Linked DNA regions of Acanthopagrus latus: region 2 is linked to region 1. The links are chromatin contacts, called in public Hi-C maps. All regions are on one chromosome and are shown on one strand. The core of a region is the stretch at or near the end of the contact, and the rest is flanking DNA. Distances in the headings are between cores, read along the strand shown. Region 1 holds the start of efcab14 (EF-hand calcium-binding domain-containing protein 14). Region 2 holds the start of LOC119011561 (cAMP-dependent protein kinase catalytic subunit beta).

What was found. A called contact is a pair of places that touch in the nucleus more often than the background predicts.
Region 2: a Hi-C map of muscle shows a contact between it and region 1, with 3 times the contacts expected there. The contact joins the promoter of LOC119011561 here to the promoter of efcab14 in region 1. A contact is called at or near these places in 2 of 4 Hi-C or Micro-C datasets (both in muscle).

The regions. Positions count from the first base shown.
Region 1 is chr21:17,466,876-17,471,459 of fAcaLat1.1, forward strand. efcab14 (EF-hand calcium-binding domain-containing protein 14) reads right to left here and starts at 2,513. Exons shown (of 9, transcript XM_037083414.1): 1 at 1,803-2,513; 2 at 961-1,109; 3 at 678-823; 4 at 22-120. The coding sequence starts at 1,978.
Region 2 is chr21:17,642,434-17,647,017 of fAcaLat1.1, forward strand. It overlaps LOC119011561 (cAMP-dependent protein kinase catalytic subunit beta), which reads left to right and starts at 2,558. Exons shown (of 10, transcript XM_037084781.1): 1 at 2,558-3,078. The coding sequence starts at 3,033.

The DNA.
Region 1 (4,584 bases), core at 1,263-3,762:
CCAATTTTGCTTTGCCTTTACCTTTTGGAGCTCTTCAACTGTGGTGGGAAGGCTAATTAAATCAGCAGCTGATTTCAAGTTAGCCTTTAAATGGTTTACAGCAGAGTCCAACAGACTGATCTGCAGGAACAAAGTGACACAACACATTGAGATACATCTCTGAGACGGAATAATTACTCTATCTAGCTCTTCACTTTTTTACTGTAACTTAGTGAATTCAACATTGAGACTATAGGGAGAAATAGAATAAAAATATTGTGCATTTAAGCTTCAAAATTGTATTTTGCAGGAACAACTGCATACTTGCTTGACTGGCTGTTGTATTGTAGGCAAGGTACGAGGATTTGTTTCTCTACATTTTAAATATGTTGTTGCTGTAGCATGTGAAAAATGTACTGCTCGCACTTTCACATTCTTTGTTTACACAAACCCGAGACAACTACGCAAAATTGTTCACTATTCATGCTGACATAATTTCTTTCCTTTGAGTTACTACCAGATGTATATTTCATATTTAACAAGGATTCTCAGCAGTAAAATATCAAAAGTGCATTTACTGAAGTTTGAGAAGCTGAGACAAGATATTGTCTAACAATTTATAATGAGCTCTAGTTCTTGCTTCACTGTGTGAATGTGTTACAATGGCTCCAAAACCCGTATTGATGAAAATAACTAACCTTATGATTAATTTCTGTGAGGTTAGACCAAAGCTTGCTCAACCCCTTGTCCCCATTTTCAAGGTCTTCAAGCTTTCTCTCCTTATTTTTCAGGTCCTCATTTAGTTTTGGTATTTCACTTGATGATGCCTTCTGGCTGGATTCCACTGTTGTAACACATTAGAATATGTTATGAAAGACAAAGAGCTTGATATAAAAAGATATGTTTCCAAAAGGCACAGAGCTTTTATAAATGTCACAAGGTTAATTTGCGTGTGTGTGTGTGTGTGACAATAAGTCTTACTGCTGTGCAGCTTTTCTTTCAGTGCATCTAGATCTTCTTTCAGAGCAATCTGCATCCATATGAGTCCAGCACAGGCCATGACGCAGGCAGCTAGTATGATGAACAGAAACAGGGGGTAGCACACATTGCAGCACTGTGTGTAGCTTCTTCTGTAAGGAGTAGAAACATGATCATGTTAGAGCCTCTTTCATTTTTAATGAAGGAGATATTTTCAGAAGACGGCATGCTGTGTCATGGGAATTATGGGAAAAATGATAAATACTGGTGCTTTGTCATACAGTATTATCATATCATACTCATGCTGAATGTAATATTGATTACTTCTAATTTGGCTAATAAGATACAGAAAAAAAGCCAGACTATGTTCTATGTTCTTAGTGCACAGCCTGTGTTTAATCTGACCACAGGAAAAGAGCAAGTGCATTGATTTGGCGACACTCATATTTTCTCTGTGTGGTTTTAGTCTCACAAACCGTGTTGCTGTAAAATCCTACTCTTTGTTTCAATTTTTTTTTTTTTTTTTTTAAATATGATTCTTCAGCAAGACGTTGAGTGAATGAAAATGAAGCAATAAGTACCAAAATAACCTGGAAAAAAAAAAACAGGTTAACTATATCATTACAAACACATTAGCAAACATGCAAAGTTTAAATGGCTGTTGAATCCAGTGTCCTGTAAACCTGTTGATTCTACCATCTTGTTTAACTCGTTCATATTCAGGTCACCCATACTTTGGGGAGTTAATACGCAGCAAGTTGCAATACTGGCGGTATTGCCTGAACAAAAACACGACCACACTTTATCTTTCACGACAACAAAGCCTTGTTAAAATTTTTACTCACTTCCCAAAGTTAGCTCCGCTGCTCAGGCTGTTGAACTCGTCTCCGTCCGAGCTCGAGTCGGACTCCGAGTCCGGCGGCTCGGTTCGGAGAAGTCGGTGACCAGAGCCCTTTTTAGTCTTCTTCCTCTTGCTGTCCCCGAGTCCGATCAGGGCGTTCAACTCCTTCCTCTTCTTCATCTTCTTCTGAGGGGTCAGCGAACCTGCCGAGCCCGATTTAAATCCGACTAAATCCAAAGTTTTGTCCAGTTTGGTAGATGTTGTCGTTTATGTAGCGGCTAAGCTAACGTTCTCTTGCTAGCTTGAATTTCAACCATGCAAGGTTGCTAACGGATATATACACATCGGACTTCACCGGCTGGGTGTCCTGCTCAGTTACACTTATATATTAATATTAACGTTCAACAGCTGATCAGACTTTCGCTACTCTCCCAAAAAAGCGTCTCCAAAACAACTTTTTCTACTAGCTGCCGGTAATCGCATACCATCCGTTAGCTAACTCTGGTAGCATCTGACACCTTGCTAACGATAGCTAACAACTGCTGTCTGTCGCTACTGTGCTGTCACATCGTCTCGGCGTGGTTTATAACCACCTGTACCGACGTCGCTCAGTTTACAAGCACCGCGAAATGCCTTTAAAAAAAGATAAACAGAGTAAAAACCTATCTATCATAACATCACAATATGCGGCACTGTGTTTCCTGCAATCTGTCCTGCTGTCTGTATTGTTTGGGCTGGGCGTCCAAGTAACCTCGCAGCTGATTGGTTCAAAAAGCAGCTACAACTTCCTGTGCCGTGTTCGGCCGGGGAGCGACAGAGAGCACAACACCACCTGCCAGCGACAGCCTCTTTCTCCACACAGTTACAGCTCAATGTCATGAAGAATTTAATGTAGTGTTAGTAAATTAAATTAGAAAAAGTAGAAAACGGAGATGGCGATATCAGTCATCGATTTAACAAGCTAAAGACAACAAGAAGGACTTCCAGGACAGGTAACCAGCTAAAATTGACAGTGCTCTTTAAATAAAAGTCTTGCTAGGTGCCAAATAGCTAATTGCAAACCTGACTATCTGTAGTCACTCACTGTCAATTTTATTTTATTTTCCCACTTAAAAGTAAATTTAATTAATCTTACAGTATGAATTACACACTTCATTTGAGTGTGTTTATTGTTTTTTTGCATTAAGCTTTTTTCTGCTCATTAAATACCCAGGATTTTTCTTTTCTTTTCTTTAATCATGGAGCTAATTTCAAGGTCCAGTGAAATAATCCCAGTGAAAAGCAGGTCATCTTTAAAGGCGCATTATATAGTTTGGGGAAGAGATTTTGAATAAAAAGAGAAAGACCATCTCCATCTCCACTGACTGACTAAAAAACAACAACATTTCTATATCTAAACAAACTAAATATATAATCTGTTTTCATTTCCATAACTGAATAACAAGACTGTTTTCAAAGCACAATAGAATTTCATACTGTTTGACTGTGTTTATATTTGGCGGACCCTGCCACCTTTCCAGCTGGGGATGTTATTTTCCTCTGGGAACTATTTATTTACTCAGTTATGGAAAAATACTTCTAACTTAGTATTATTACAAATAAAAATTGTTAGTATTAAAATTCTGACTCTGACTTTACCCTCCAAAACTACATTGCACCCCTTTAATGTTAAATATTTTTTTCAAAAAAATTTTTCTGTTTGCAGTATTGGTCTTTCTAGATATGTTTTTCTTTTTTTTTTTTTTTTTTTTTTTTTAGTTATTAACTGATAGGTGAACATGATTTAATCATGGCATCATTTTGAACCTATTTGATACAAACAAAAAGTGCTGAAAAGTCAACACTTTATAATAACCATCATTAATCAATGGTATATTTATAGTTAATAGTTATAGGATTGTTAACAATCAATGATATATTATAAATAACTAATTAAGCAATTGTTAAAATTATGACTAACATCAATTGCATCTTTATGATAGCAATCATAAAAATGTTTATGGATGAGCTAAACAGTAATCTATTAACCATTTCATAAATATCACTTCCTACTTTTCATTAAAACAATCAATACATTGTTTCTGATGCACTTCATTGTTTAACAGTGACGTAACTGTTACCCAAACTTTAATTAGCTGCACTAATGCACTATTTAATAATGATCATAATATCATATTGCTTAACATAACACGTTTAGTTAAAAATGTTACAAACCAGAGTAAAGCAACAAATCCTTTCATTTGAAGAACTTCAACTAGCAAATGTTTGGCATTTTATATTGATAAATTAACTTAACAATGTGACACTTATCAAAATTCACAATCATTTTCTTAACACAGACTAACTTATTATGTGACTAATCCTTGTGGCTCTAATTTTCACATTTGTAGCTTGCTTGTAGCTGTGTCAACGGGTTATCCCTTGGACCCCTGTTATCTTTGTTTGTGTGCGTATTTTGGTGTTGACATAATATTTTTCGAGAATACACCACATCCTAGGAAACAGGATTTAATTTTTTGTTTCAATTCGCCTCCACCAGCAGGGGTCGGCCAGAAATCCAGCTGACCTGGAGAGCTATTGGGCTGACCCAGCAAGACACATGGGCTGAGTAGATGCAGGGTTGCTGCAGTGTGGCCTTTAGCTCTTTTTCAATGAAAAGGGACTCCCACTGGCCTGCCTTTGGCTCTGAAAATATAGCCCTTTATGTGGCTGGACCCCCATACTACCACGGCACAATACTAATAATAATGACACTGAATGAAAATCTCCACACTGGACCAATTTAC
Region 2 (4,584 bases), core at 1,308-3,807, 180 kb after region 1:
GCAGAAACTTTGTTGGATGCCTTTTAGATTTTTCTGCCACGCTCCCAGATGCTGGGGCTTACTTCCTACCTTCATCGCTGACAAACCAACATTTGCTCACTCCAGCTTTAAATAAGTGTTATGCTATATTTTTGTGAATTCGGTTTTCTCGTGACTGCACTTGCATTATATGGTTTTGACGATATCACGGTCCAACACTTGTTTATTGTATCTCCTCTTTTCCCAATGTGTAATATTTCATCCAATGGCTTCACAGTTGCTTTCAGTAAAAAAAACTTCACAGGCCAACTGCTGCATTCATCCTCCACTGGTAATATATTCAGCTCACATTATAGCTGTGATCCTAAGTGCACAGTAAGGGCAGAAGTAGTAGCATAAAGTGAGAACATATTCAGGTACAGTACTGGCACCTCATAATTGCACCTCAACACGACCGTAACAGTTGACATGGAGCATAAAGAAAACCAAGAAAAGCTGTACAGCTGCACCTGTAGGGTTCACTATGGCTCCTACTGTGCTTATGAACACTGCAGGGATCTTTTATTACATCAGGTTGCTAATATATGCATTTATGTAATTTGACAGCATGCAGTAAATGTGGCCACATTGTGAGAAAGTGAATGGGGGCAGGAGGAGGAGGCTGAGTCTCAGCCCATAAATGGACCGGAGAGAGGCAATGTTTAAACGCAATACATTACTCCCTTACATATTGCAAATTTGAGGTCAAATTTTTTTTGAACTTAACATAGAGATTACATATTTTATTTTCATTTCATGGTCAAATCCTTTTAAATGTAGCAATTTTCTGTGATTAATTTCTCTCAGATGTGACAATTCGTTTACTTTTTACCTTTTTTTTTTTTACATTACATTGTTATTATTAGATATCTTATATTGTTTTAACTGAACTTTTTTTGTTAAACTCTATCAAAATATCATCTGTCGTCTATTGTCTATTCCATATGTCAAGTCTTTCAGGCTTAACTTAAATCAATTGAGATGCTGTAAATAAGTTGACTTGATCACATACATATGCAGCTAAACAAAAGTGATTTTGCTAAATACTGAAATTTTAGCCCATGCAGCTCGATTAGTCGTCATAGAAAGACACTTATTTGGTTTGCTCATGAGCTTTCCCTTCTTTAATTTTATCTTAATTTAAACCTCAACTTCAACTAGAGTTAAAAGGCTTGAGCAACACTTTATCTAACCCAGTGTTTAGCGTGTAATGGAGTATATATTTGTGTGTAATTATTTCTATTATTAGTACTTTTACTGAGGTAATCTGAGAACTTGTGATTTGTAATTTGCTTTTCATATTTAATAAAGCCAAACTGATATGTATTGGTTGACTGATATTATTGGCCAATATTGGCGTCTCATGGATATACTGGTTTCAGCTAGGCCTATATGTTGTCTAATATATAGAAATTCATTGAGATGATGATGCAGAAAAAGATGTGTGGGGTAAAAAACAACAACAACCCCAACCCCCATGTAGTCTTTTTACTTTACAATTATGACTATTATGATTATTATGTATTTAATAATTTCAACATTATAGCCCATAAATCTGAGTTTGAGTCTCATAATTGAGATTTTTTAAAAATCCATAACAGACTGTATATCTCTGTTTTTATTTATCAAATTTTATGTCTTAATTTTGACTTTTTTTATTTTATTATCTAGACTTTTGACTTCATATTCACAACATTATATCTGATAATTGTGATTTTTTTAAACCATAGTGATGACCTTTTATGTAATAACCGACTTTATCAAAAAAGTACAACACGGTATCTCATCATTTTCACTTTTAAATCAGAACTATGTCTGTTTATCTCATAGTTTTTGACTTTAATCTCATAATTTTGTCTATATGTCTCATAATTTAGAGTTCTTGTAATCTTTTCATTTCATAATTAAATGTTTTTTTATTAATTTAGACTTTTTACTTCATAATTGTGACCTTGTACATCACAAATGACTTTTTTGAAAACCATAATGACTTTTTTATATAATAACTTACTTTAAAAGTTTGACTTCTTTACATCATTTTGACTTTAAATCTCAATGTTTCACTTTTTATCTAATAATGTGGTCTTTATATCTCATAATTTAGATTTTATTTTAACAGACTGTTGATAACTATGACTTTTTATTTCACAATTTCCACTTTTTTATTTATTATTTAAACATTTTGTCTCAAAATTGCTACCTTTTATATCCTAATTATGAATGTTTTAATCAAAGTATGACTTGTTATCTCATCATTTCGACTTTAATCATAGCTTACACTTTCTATCTCATAATTCGACTTTTTATCCCTTAATTATAACTTACCAAGGTCATATTTTTTCATCAAACAGGGGCCAATTAAAAACATTGTTCGCTCGCTAACGATTAAAATATCAGATCCTGAAGGCATCACGACTGTCAGTCTCAGAGCCAAACAAACACACCTGAGCGCTCAGTTGTTCTCAGTTGCGCCTATTAAACAACTACAAAGCGCAGGTCAAACAAAAACAACGTTATATTTAGCCTCTGGTAAAGTCATCAAACGAGTATTCAAATGTCATCCCATTATCTCTGAATGCAATCGTGATGCCTGAAAAACGCGGAAGCGGGTCAACTTTGGTATCTTCACTCAGACATCTCTGGCCAATCCGACTCCTAACCATGCCGTGAATGCAGCTGAGTGTGGACGGTTGGAGGGGGAAGAAGCAGCAGCAGCAGCAGCCTGGTCCGAAGCACAAGTGACCGCTAGCTTCATGTCAGCCGTACAGATATTACTCAACTAGCAGGAGCGAAAAAAAAAACCTTTCACGGTGAAGACGGAGAGGGAGAGCGAGGGGTCCCGCTGGGAGGGATACGGGACTTTTTATCTCTGTACGTTTGAACCCGACTAAACACTCGTATTAGTTTGTGGTTCACCTATTTTTTTTAAGGAGCTTGGGAGTATCCGCCGTAGGAAGGTTAGCTAGCCACCGCCATCTCCTCTCAGTCGGAGCGACCGCCGTGTTTTCCACACCATGGGGAACGCTGCCACCGCCAAGAAGGGCAACGAGCTAGAGAGCGGTGAGTCCGGGCTGTCATCCGCCCTCAATTGTATTGTTTTTTTTTAATGTTGAATTTAGGTGTTTCACACTCAACCAAAGCCTCTTTTAACGTGGATAGCTAGCTTGTTATAAACTGTCCAGCTACAGTAAAGCAGAGGAGGGCCGTCCCCCGTCCGTCATCCCCCGCACATCTATCCCCACCAGCTACTGCAAACACTCGCCCTGTAGCTGAAGATACATGACCATGTTGGTGTTAATTGTTAAATTATATTTTTTCACGGAAATGTACAGAAAAAGGTGGCCTTGCTATGTTAGCTAGCAGCAACAAGATCTCATGGATGTTGTGGTTGTCTTGGCTGAAAGATGGGGGGGTGGAGAAGGGAGGGAGGAGAGGTGGTGGGGCAACTGACAGGAGTGTTAGGAGCCAATAAAAGCCCATTAGAGAAACGTGAAAGCAGTGCTCATCGACAAATCCCCTACATATCGATGGTTTCACGCGTTTTAAGGCTGTTTTGCATGCCAAGTGGAGCACACGGAAGGATCAGGCTTGGTGACCAGCTAGCCTGCTAACTTTAGCTATGAGGAGGGGGGATTAGCCCTTACAAGGCCCCTGTCATTTCATTGCCTCTTGATGGTGGTAGCTGTTCAGGCCTGCACACAGACCCACTCACAGTTAGCCTCGCCGTGCAGTGCAGTCGCTTCCCATCTAAAAAAAAAAGCCTTAAATATAATGGATTTCCATCTCCATCCTCTCCTCTGTGGTGTCACCTCAACCAGGATGCGTTTATTAGGTGTGTTTTTTGTTCAGCTGCAGCTTCAGTCAAGCACAGCTAGCTGCATCAGACACAAACTTGTGCAATGCTGAATCTTGAATGTGCAGCAATAAACCACAAACCCGTGAGTGCTTGTTTATAAATGGGCAATAAATTTAAACTTGAAGGCAGTGTGGGACTGTTTCTGCCTTGGGCTTCACTGCCACATTTTTATTCTGGGCTGCATAAACAAAGCTTTCCCTCTGTACAGCACTGTGACCAAATATGGTGAAGAAATGACAAATGCCCTCTTTCCATTCATAAAACTGGGACCTTACTACTGTCCTCCCTGCACGCACACACCCTCACGCAAACACACTTGAATTGCGTCCCCGTGTGTTTTATTTAGAGCCCCTTTTCTAATCTTGCCGTGGTAAAGGTCCATCACGGCTCACTTCTCACACTCAGCTCGTCATTGACTGGAGCAGCTTGTCATCAGACCTTCGTCAGAGGATAAGGGGTATTACAAGCTTTCAAAGGTTTGACGTAACTGGGCCTAGGCCGGTGTTACTTTGCGCTCATATACTTTGATGCGTGCAGCTTGTCATCATCGAGCATCCCTGTGTGATAAATCAGACATGTTTCCCTATGCCTGGTTGTAAACATATAAAAGCTGTAGATGGTTATTGATTCATACAGAATTAATTACGTCTGACGACTTAAAATCAGCCCCACCTGCACTGAAATCCTCTCCGCTTTCGTGCATTTTTTTT